Regions from separate parts of the Mus musculus genome. Here region 2 is linked to region 1. The links are chromatin contacts, called in public HiChIP or PLAC-seq maps. All regions are on one chromosome and are shown on one strand. The core of a region is the stretch at or near the end of the contact, and the rest is flanking DNA. Distances in the headings are between cores, read along the strand shown. Region 1 has its middle 110 kb from the start of Gm34187. Region 2 has its middle 93 kb from the start of Atp6ap2.

Evidence for each region. HiChIP or PLAC-seq counts read pairs in DNA pulled down with a chosen protein or histone mark.
Region 2: a contact with region 1 is called in an H3K27ac HiChIP or PLAC-seq map of T-cell acute lymphoblastic leukemia, with 7 times the contacts expected there. The contact joins two enhancer-like sites. A contact is called at or near these places in 3 of 484 Hi-C or Micro-C datasets (all in CD4 T cells) and 1 of 115 datasets of contacts at active chromatin or transcription factors (T-cell acute lymphoblastic leukemia).

The regions. Positions count from the first base shown.
Region 1 is chrX:11,644,236-11,649,765 of GRCm38.p6, reverse strand. No RefSeq gene overlaps it. Among named protein-coding and RNA genes, the nearest start is that of Gm34187, 110 kb to the right of the region's middle. Within about 2 kb of position 2,120, at least 38 of the 459 cell types and tissues checked have an H3K27ac peak or open chromatin away from gene starts, as enhancers often do. A contact at or near this core is called in T-cell acute lymphoblastic leukemia, where this site is marked.
Region 2 is chrX:12,492,262-12,497,791 of GRCm38.p6, reverse strand. No RefSeq gene overlaps it. Among named protein-coding and RNA genes, the nearest start is that of Atp6ap2, 93 kb to the left of the region's middle. Within about 2 kb of position 3,056, at least 19 of the 459 cell types and tissues checked have an H3K27ac peak or open chromatin away from gene starts, as enhancers often do. A contact at or near this core is called in T-cell acute lymphoblastic leukemia, where this site is marked.

The sequences.
Region 1 (5,530 bases), core at 871-3,370:
ATGAGAATGGCCCCCATATGCTTATATGTTTGAATGTTTGGTCCCCAGTTAGTGGAATTGGATGGGGACATAGAAGATAGATTAAGAAGAGGTGTGGTCTTGTTGGAGGAAGTGTGGTCTTGTTGGAGGAGGTGCTGGGGGTGGGCTTTGAGGTTTCAAAAAATTCTAGCTGTTCTCAGTGTGCTGTGTGTTTCCTGCTTGCTGTTTGAGATGTGAGATCTCAGCTGTTCCTGCTGCCATGCCTTTACTCCATCATCATAGACTCTAACTCTCAGGAACTGTAAACCCAATTAAATGATTTACGTTCTAAGTTGCCTTGGTTACAGTGTTTTATCACAGCAATAGACAAATGACTAAGACACTGAGGTAAGAGGATTGTAAATTAGAAGCCAGACTTGGCTTTACAGTGGGACCCTATCACAAATAAATGAACAAAGTAAAAGTTTATATTACATACGGATGGATGTCTCAGCCATCTCAGGGCAATTATAGTATGTGATTGCACAAGGACAAAATCATCGAGGAATATCTTTCTCAGTGTATACTTCTGTTGGTTGGGGACACATAACTTTGCTTCACAGTTCTTTTTGAAGTACTGGTATAGCACACCTGGGTTTTCCATTCAGGGTCTCACCAGGAGTTGCCTAGGGATGAGGCTCTCTCACCAGACGCTTGGGATCCTCTTCCATGTTTCTTGCAGTTAGAAGGACTGTGTATATTGGATTTGGGTCAGGGCGAGACTGGCATGGCAAAGTTCTGTTTTTCTATAAGCTATTGGCTAGGGATTTCTCTTAGCTTTCAGAAGCCACCAGAAGCCCTTTGTCATATGACAGTTCACATGGATGCTTGTTTTCTAGACAAACTGGAATATTTCACTGTGTAATCTTCTCTTATTGCTAGTCAGAGAAACCCAATTGCATCTAAAGGACCCATTGACTTTTGGTCAAGTGCACCCAGGGGGATTTTTCTTTTTCTGTATCATCATAGTGGCATGGATGAGCTGTCCCCCATAGTCTGGGCATGTGAAACTTGGACCCTAATTGGTGGACCAGGGAGTGAAGTATTGCTGTGAAGTACCTACCATGCTGGTTTTTGAGGAATGTGGAAGGCTTTGGATCTTTGGACTAGAAAAGCAGTTGAATACTTATAAGCAGAGCTTAATGGATGGTCCTAGTAATAGCTTGGAAAATGATGTTGAAAGTGACATGAACTTTGGAGACCAAGCTCAAGAGGTTTCATTGGGGAACCATATTAGCAACTGGGCTAGAGACCATTCTTGTGATATTTTGGCAAAATTGTGACTGCTTTCTACCCTTGTCCTAAGAACTTGCTTGAGGTTAAATTGACAAGTAATTGACTAATTTCCATAGCAGAGGAGATTTCAAGACAGCCTAATAATGTGTCTTTCATGCAGTTATTAGTAATCACTCTTATGCAAGCTTACAATGAATAAGAACAAGGAGGCAGAAGTAAATACAAAATGTAAAGTTTGGAGAGGAAAAAGGACACTGGCAAGGTTATTACTGCCAAGGCTTGTGCTGGAAGAGAGACTGAAACTATTAAGGGAGTTAGAGCTATTAAGGAGAGGGCAAATCTGCACTGGAATGAAAGGAAGGGTGCCCTCTGGGCAAGACCCTACCTAGCCAAGCTTCCAACAGGTGAAAAGAAAGTGCTTGAGGAATTTTCTGTTCTCAAAAAGCAACAACCAACAAAAGTTGCTGCAAATGCGACTCTAAAGAACCGGGTCCACTCCAAACTGGCAGCCGAACTTGGCAGTGTCCTCCAAGTCATACTGGCTTTCGAATTATGACAGATACACAATTAAAGGGGTGGTAGGATCTTTCTCCAAGGTTTCACAGAGTCACTGAGACCAGGCAATGTCTGTCAGAGGTGTCTCTTCATGGAGGCCATTGTGTAAAGCTGTGTAATTAAAGCTTGGATTGCATCTGAGGCCCCAAAATATTAAAGACACCAGAGCCATGGGATATCTACAAAGGAGAGCTGCATGCAGGGAGTGGACCTAGCTTAAGAGAGAGAGGCAGCAAAGTTGGAAGGGCAGAGCCAAACGAGCCAGTTGACATCTGATATGGAGTTACAGGATTTGGACTTTGCCCTGCTGTGTTTCAGTTATGCTTTGCCCAGTATTTCCTCACTCAGCCCCCTTTCCTCCCTTCTGGAGTGGTAATGTGTATTCTGTGCCATTTTATGTTGGAAGTATTGGTTTTTGCTTTTATAGGGGTTATAATTAAGAGATTACCTAGTGTCTCAGAAGAGACTTTGAGCTTTTACACAGTAATGAGCCTCAAAGACTATGGGAACTTTTGAAGTTGGACTTAATGCACTTTGTATATATAGACACAAGACTGTGGGGGTTAGGGAGAGGAATGTGGTACTTTGAATGAGATGGCTTCCATAGTCTAGGCATTTGAATACTTGGTGCCCAGCTGGTGCCTGTTTGGGGAAGATTAGGGGGTGTGGCTTGTTGGAGGAAGTATGTCACCAGGGGTGGATTTTGAGGTTTCAAAAGACCAGCAGCGCTTTGAGTTCTTTCTACTTGCTGCTTGTGGTTAGAGTTGTGAGCTCTCAGCTGTTCTGGCTATAGCTGCCATGCCTGACTGCAGCTACTCTTTCCCACTGTGAAGGGGTAGGTGCCTATCCCACTGGCATTGTAAGCCCAAACAAACCCTTCTTTCTATAAGTTGCCTTGGTCATGGTGTTCTATCACAGCAATAGAAAAGGAATGAAAACAGCTACGCATGTGCATAATTACAGGAGCTACAGGATCTATATTTAATTGTATGCACAGGTTCATCCCATACCGGATGGGAAAAGGACCATCTAGAGACATGAAGGATGTGGTAATGCGTCTTAGAGCTCTTCCTGCCAGCCTCCATATCCTTGTAGATATTCTAAAGCGGATCTAGCCAGCCGAGCAGCAGATAGGAGGAGTCACCTCCCACTCAGGTGTTAGTAGATTCATGGGCATTAGAAAATCCCTAGACCTTGTCTTATAACAGTGGCTCTCCACTTAGATAGTCAGCTAGTAATTGGCAGTTAGCTCTGGTGTCTGCCGTGTTTCCTGTGGAATTCATCTGTGAAAGATTGGCCAGTGAGATGCTGTCACTCAGGACTGGCTGCATCTCTCACTCTTCCTGGGTACCTGTGCACCCTGCAGGGTTTTTTTCCCCTTGTGCCTCTAGATGCTGTTTCTTCGACCACTACCACAACTAACTATAGATGTGAGAGGACACTTCTGTACCCCCTCTAACGTGTTAGAAATTTGGTAGTCCTCAGCACCCTTCTCCCTGCATTCTTACTGTTTGGCATGTGTTGGTCTCCTCCCCCCTGCATTCATGCAGCACCGGGCACCATAAGGAATAAACCCCCATATCTTCATGCATCTGTTGTCAATTTCTAGTTCTCAGAATAATCTGATGTAGACCTTTCTGAGTGGTAGCTCCCTCCCATGTTGTGACTCAGGGACTCAAGGTTCTTCTAACCTGCTCTGCCATCACCTAGCAACAGTAGTTCTCAAACTTTAGGGAGTATGGCATTGATTGGAGCAGGTTGCTGAGCTCTGCCCCTGAGAGGATTTGATTTAGTAAGTCTGGCGTGAGGAAGGATGTGCATTTGTCAGCATTTGCTTTGAGAGGGAGCTTGCTGTGTAGTCCTGGCTGGCCTTGAACTCACAATTCCCTTTCTTCCACCTCCCAACTGCCAGCACTGTAGGTGTTTACAGCGCGCTAAACAAGAACAGACATTGCGTTTCTGGGCTCACGTTGACAACCACTGTTCCACACTTAATTTTCAAGTGTGAAAATGAAAGAGTAAGCATAGAGAAGGCAGTCATGTATTCCTAAATGTAGAGCTCTCTCTTTTGCTAGATGAAAAGAATAGTCATGTGGCCATGTAAGAATACAAGAATAACTGGAAATATATGTATGTCTGGGTATCAATGTCAACTGTGTACTCTTCAAACAGAGGGGCATGGATTTTGGTGGAGCAAAAATCCCTCTGTTCTACCTCCTGAGCTAGTGAGTTGGTCAAGTCATTCACGTGACCCTAAAGATTCAAATGTGTACTATCAAGGCTCAAGGCTCAAAGGTGGAGTAATTCATTTCATGCCAGGAACATCCACAATACAACTACTTCTATGGGACACTGACTGACTGTGGGCTGTCCCACCTGGCCTGATCCTATGGGTGCCTATACTTTGGTTAGAAATCTTGAAGGCCACATGTTTCTTGACATTTACAGGACGACTCACTTCTTTCAGAATGTCCTCTCAACCCAATGCCCAGACCATGCTGAACAGTCACATCTGAAGAGCACATCAGAGTGTATACACCGACCCTACACTGCCAGGTCCCAGGTATGCCAAGCCATTTCCTTTCTGCTGTCACGCCAGGCAATAGTGACACTGTGGCTCTAGTTGGCCTTGTGTTTATTTACCCTCAGCCTTCCATTCTTCTCTAAGCACCTGGCTGAGCTTGCCTCCACTGCCTAGATCCATCCCACTCCAAACGCACTGTTGGTAACACATTTGATTTTTTTCTGTGGAGGAAAAAGGTCTTCCAATGAAACAGGAGGACCACTGACTCCTGCTCCAACCTAGTTTTCTTCTTGACAAATGGTATCTATCACTCAAGTACACGGCCAATGCATAGTGGAAAGTATGGAGACTGTCACTCATGGTGGAAGGGTTGCCAACTTCCTGAGTCTGTGAGTGATGGACCACCCAGGAATGAAAGGCAGGTGCATTTCCATTTCTCAGGTGGGGGAAATATTAAAAGCACATAAGAATTGTAATGCCACGAGAATAATTAGGGCCACTGCTAGCAGGGATCTAGGATGTGAAAGAATATAATTCAGGCTTAGAATTCATAGCACAGAAGGTCAGGTAATGGCAAGACAGCTCTTCATTACTGTTCTTCATTATTTCATCGAGCGCAGTTTTTCAACTCAGCCCTGTACGCTGAGTCATGAGGCTCCCTGGAAAGCTTCAATTGATAGGTTTACGGGGCCATGGAAACAGAGTGGAGGGGGATGATTAACCATGATGATCTGGCGGCCTTCCAGATACAAACTGATTATACCAGAAGGTTTGTTGCAACTTCTGTCATGTGGTCAGTGAAAATGACTCCTGGCATCAGAAAGCCTGGCTGTGGAGCTCAGTGTTGTCACTCAGTGGTAGGGTGTGGTGGTCAGCTTTTCTCCCTGATTATGCTTCTAATCGTGGGAATTTCCCAGATCCCCTTTTTAGCTCTCATATCCTCTGGATCAGGTGCATTTCAATTACAGATTTACAGATGACTTTTTTTTTTTCCTGTTAGTATCTTCCCAGCTACCAATTAGGTAGCTAAAGCCACGATCTACTTTGTAGCTGAAATAAATAAAGCACTCTTATTGAGTATGGAGTTTTAAAATTAAGATGATGATGATTGTTGCTGTTATTGTTGTTGTTGTTGGTGGTGGTGGTGGTGGTGGTGGTGGTGGTGTGTGTGTAGGTCAGAGAACAGCCTTAAAGAGT
Region 2 (5,530 bases), core at 1,807-4,306, 850 kb before region 1:
AAGGGGGGAAGACATAGCTCTGTGGTGGAGCACATGCCTTACATAGGCAAAGTCATTAACTCAAGCTCCAATACCACACCAGTGAATAAAAGACATTTCTAAGAATGGCCCAGCTGTCCATGTTTGTTCCCACCCCTTCCTTCCATCCCCCTTCTCCTCTGTGGGCATCAGTGCTCCCATCAGAAAGCCAATGTTCACTTTCTGTCTGGAATTAGACCCAAAACACTCACTTATAAAAACTGTCAGGTCTTCACATGTTACTCCTCTGGGACATTTTCACTCAAAAAAAAATTGTAACCTCAAAATGGTGGCATTAATAAACAAAGGAATATGTCACTAATGGTGGGATCCAGGCATTTACCACTGGCCAGTCAGTGATACACTTTTCCTGTCAAGGGACTTTCCTGCTGTAGGAAAGGGTTCCACTTACTCTAATCCCATAAACACTGAACTGTGGCCGCTGGGGCCTAAACGCATCTTAAATAACAGGTTGTGCACACTGCCCCTCCCTCAGCTGGCATCACTGAAAAATCAGTCCCCAAAGGGTACAGAAAATGGGGGGGGGCATTACTAGGTTGTATTGGTGGCTATCTAAGAGAGCTATGCAGATTTACTGCTGGGCCATCTATGGGAGAAATGAAAAAGAGTGTATTCACAGAACTCAAGTTTGCTTGAAATTTAAAATACTTCTGTAGTATTGTCTCCCTTGAAGCACTTCCTCGTTATTTTATTTCTTTGCACTCATAAAAACCAGTCTGTTAGAAACAGAGAACAGGGGAGAACTGGGATGTCAGCCTGCTCTAGAGTGATGCTCATTTCTAGCAAGAGGAAAGAAACCTACAAGCCTTTCTCACACTCTAAGCCAGCACTTGCAAGCTGGTTTGCTGGATGGAGTCGGGAGAGGGTAGGGAGCCTGTATTTTAAGATTGGTTTATTTTAGGCATATGAATTTTTTTCCCTGCCTGTATGCGAGGCCATAAGAAGATGTCCAATCCTCTGGGACTGGAATTATGAATGATCGTGAGCCACCACACAGGTGATGGGAACAAATCTGGATCCTCTACAAAAGCAGCAAGTACTTTTAACCATGAGCCATCTATCTCTCCTGTATTTTAGTTTTGTGGATAAATGCTAGAAGTTTTCATACATATTCCTTTTAATGTGCCTTCCATTTCTGACTCCAACCTTCCCTTCCCTTCTCCCCTCCTTGTTATTTTGATAGGTTTTTTTCCCCCAAGGAACTCAGGCTGGCCTGGAACCCCCTTTTTTTCTTTTTTCTTTTTTTTTTGAGATCATAATATAATAACTTCATTTTTCCTTCACTGTCCTCTGTAAATCCTCCCATATATCACTCATTGATCTCTTTCTAATCCATTGGCCTGGAATCCTTGATCCTCCTGCCTCCACTTCCCAAGGAACAGGATTACAGATATGTGCATTTGTCACTCCGATAGTTTTACAACAAAGTTTGTGGTATGTAATTTCAGGGGACCTTATGGAGAGACACCTGGAAGGTTCTGAAGGGAGATAACTCAAAGTGTTGAAAGTGACTTTAAGAACATGCCTGTCTCTGTACAATGCTAAGCATCTGTCATGTACTGGCTCCATTTGAGTGGCACAGCAACTCCTGACAAATCTGAAGGGTGGAGAGATTAGGCAAAGAGCCCAGAGACAGGATCCAGGTCTAGTGTCTGTCATCTGCTAATGCCTCTTTGTGACCTGTCCATGTTTTTGGTCCACAGTTCCAGGATAAATTCAGATCAAATTCAGACCTAGGCCACTGTCACATAGGGAAGGGACCTTGCTGTGGTTTGAATTGAATTGTCTCTTGCACACTGGCACTCTTCGAAGCTTAGTGCCTAGCTGGTGGCTATGTTTGGGGAGAACATGGAACCTTCAGGAGATGGTACTTGGCTGTCAGAGGTCACTGGGAATGCGTCATTGGGGGTCACTATCCTGGCCTCAGTTTTGGATTCTATCTCTGTTTCCTGTTTTCTTGTGAACATTACCCACCACAAGTTCTCACTGCCATGAACTGAGAACACGCTATGCCTTCCTTACCAAGAAAGATCGAGATCCCTGAAACTGTGAGCCCAAATAAAACCTTCCTCCCTTTACTCATTGCTGCCAAAGCCACAGAAACAGCCTGGAACTGCAGCTCAGTTGACAGAGTGCTTACCTAACATGCACAAGGCCCCAATCATGGTCCCCAGCACTGCATCAGGCTGGGTATACCGTGATTCCAGAAGTGGTGACAGGGACGTGGTGACAGGGAAAGTTCAAGGTCCCAACTACATATCAAGTTCAAGGCCAGAGTGGGTGTGGTGATTTGTATATGATTGGCCCAGGGAGTGGCACTATTAGGAGGTGTGCACTGTTGGAGTAGGTGTGTCACTGTGGGTGTGGGCTTTAAGACCCTTATCCTAGCTGCCTGGAAGCCAGTTTTCTGCTAGCAGCCTTCAGATGAAGATGTAGAATTCTCAGCTCCTCCCTTGCCATGCCTGCCTGGATGCTGCCATGTTCCTGCCTTCATAATGGACTGAACCTCTGAACCAGTAAGCCAGCCCCAATTAAATGTCCTCATAAGAGTTGCCTTGGTCATGGTGTCTGTTCACAGCAGTAAAACCCTAAGACAGTGAGCTACTTCAAACTTGTCTTTTATACAAAATAAAGCAATAAAAACAATCTCCTCTCTAGGACGTCTGGACTCGGGATCTCCAGCCCCTCCTTCTTCCTACAGCAAATGCTGCTAGGGATGTCGTTTGTACCCTCCGACAAGCTACTGGTCCCTCCACCTGTTCTCGCTGAGGACAGTGCTGGTGTTTAGCTGAGAGGGATTTCTGCCCTTTGCACAGAACCCAAGGAGTGGGAAAGCCGAGGGCCTGCCTGGGCTGTGCTGCAATGAGCCATGGCGTCTCACCCCCCACCCCACCCCAACACCCACAGCTTTCTGCCTTTTTATCTATGAGCTAAAGATTTAGATTATTTCATCAAGGTCCTACAGCACCTGACAGCTCACGACTTGTGTGAATCAGAAAGGTGAGTCAGCAGAAGTTCTGAAAGCCAGAGATAAAAGCTAAGGAGCATAAGAGCGTGGAGGGAAGCGATGAGCCTAGCCAAACCGTTTGAAAACAGAACAGGGAGATGGCATGGGCTTTTCAGTCTGCCAGAAGCATTGCACCTCCCACTGTACCCCTGAGCTGCTGGACTGTGAGTTAAGATTCTTTTAACAGAGACACATCTCCCATTGCACACTAGTTTCTACCCAGAGAGATTTGGATGCAACTCTCCTTACAGCAGAGAATTATCTCATGGACTTAAATTCACACTAACATGTAAAGAACTGACACGAGATTGGGTTCCTGGATACGGGCCTAAGCAAGAAGCATGAAGACAGACGGCTATGGAAAGTCTAACATGCTTTTGCTGTTTCTGGAAGGGGTTCATATGGGCGAGCTTTCTGGTTTTGAGAGTCAGAGAGGCCTGTCAAGCTGAGGGGTTGGGGGAAACACCCCAAGCATTGGATCTCCTACATCTTCTGTGCACCCAGATAAGCAGCCAGAAAGACAAGGCTGTTGTCTCAAGGGTTGGGGAGAATTCATATGCTCATGTGGCTTGGACTGAGGCAGAAGGACTTGTAGAGGGAGCCACGACCTCTGAGCTGGCAGGCTCTGTGTTGTCACATAGCCCTGTAGCACCCTGTGCCTCCAAGTGTCCTCCCCTTGCTGGGAAACAGTAGTTCGTGTTCTTACCCACTGTCCCTGCATGTGACACTTCACATGATTTACTAAAGAAGGCTGGAGACATTTTTTTTGATTTATGATAATGCTGCGGTTATCATGAGCACATCACTGGGATGGATGGAAGCTGCACCAGCTCAGAGGCTTTGGGGACTCTGGCTCTGACTGCTATTATGTGGGGCTCTGAGCTACAAGGAGCAGTGCTGGGAGGGCAATAATCCAGCTAAAGGTTGGGGAGGCATGAATTGCTAGCATTGGCCTCTTAGTCCAGCCAGGGTCTGGGAACCAGTGGGTGGTCTGGGGAGTCTACGCCATGCCCAGTTAACATATGCACCAAAAACCTGTGGCTGGTCCACTTGAGCATCAACCTTCAAGTCTTCTCCTAGGCAAGTCACTGGAACTGCCCTTTCTGCTTTCTGACTATGAAAGTAGAAGCTCTCTCTGCTGCTGTGAGCCCTGCTGCGACCACATGATGTGAGCACAGAACTGAACGCTTGCAGCAGGGCGGGGGGTGGGGGAGGGCTCTCTCCTTCAGGCTTGCTGGCTGAGCACCAATACTCCAGTTGTTCCCACAGGCTCTCCCTGTCTCCCTTGCCCCTTCTTCTCTGTCTCTTACTCTTGTCCTTTGCAACACTGATTGTCCTTTTGCAATGCTGGCTTGGCCCAGGCTTACCCAGCCCCGGGCAGTGGAGGCTAGTTTCCAGGCAACCTGACCCTGGCAGGAGCGCCTTATCTACTGGGCAAGGATCTGAAGAGTCTGAGGCTGGCAATAGATGTGAGCCTTCAGCCAGACTCTGCCAGAACCAGGCTGGGGAATACACAGGGTAGAGGTGAGCTCCCAAGCCCCCAAGAATCCGGTAAAAACAGGCAACTAAGGCCAAATGCTGCCTGACCAGAGGGAGAAATGTGCCCCTGGTGCTGAGGACGGTAAGAGAGGTGTAGTGGCCCAGTCATGACACAGGCTAAGGCTCTGAAGGTCTGCATCCAATGACCTTCCTGTCCCTTTGGAATTGGTTAGGGAATAAAGCCACTAGCACAAATGCAGGGACACCTTCAAAAACTTGTGCCCAAGATGGAGGGCTTGTCCTGAAGACCACGAGAGGGCATTCCCTGTGATCTAGGCTCAAGGTAGAAGGGACCTGACCTGGCCTGACCTACCAGTAGCATTGTGGTCTGCATCTGCCAGTTCCTTCTAGGTGTCATGTGTGTGAAGGCTGTCAGGTAGGTCTGCAAAAAGAACAAGTGACATTTTGTAGCCAGGTGGCAGAAGAACACCACAAAGGTACTGTTAATGTAAGTGTACATAGAATAAAAGAAAGCCCGGTTTGGGGCAGTGAAGTAGGGGTAAGGGCCTTTAAAGCAGGACGTTGATACCACCCCTAGGCTAAAGGCATGCACAGAGAAGCTGGCTTCTGCCGTTTAACAGGAAGCTGGGGCAGGAAGGACCACTCAGAGGAACAACAACAGCCTTCAGAAGCACCACAAAGGTGACACAGGGTGGCAGGTACAGAGGGAGTGGAAGATTAACCTTCAGCCCCAGATTCCCTGAGGTGAGAAAACAAGAGAGTGCATCCAGGTACTCTCCTGCTACTGCTTCTGGGATACTGACAGGCCACAGGTGCAGAAAGCAGATCCAGAGAGGCCAAGAGCTGCCCCTGAGGCAGAACATCCCAGCCCACATTCAGGGAATGGAGGACGGAGGAGCAAGTGTAGGATAGACGGGCCAACTATGCTCCTTTGCCTGAATGTGGTGTCACGTGGCTCATGACAGGGGTTCTGCTGAGTAAGCC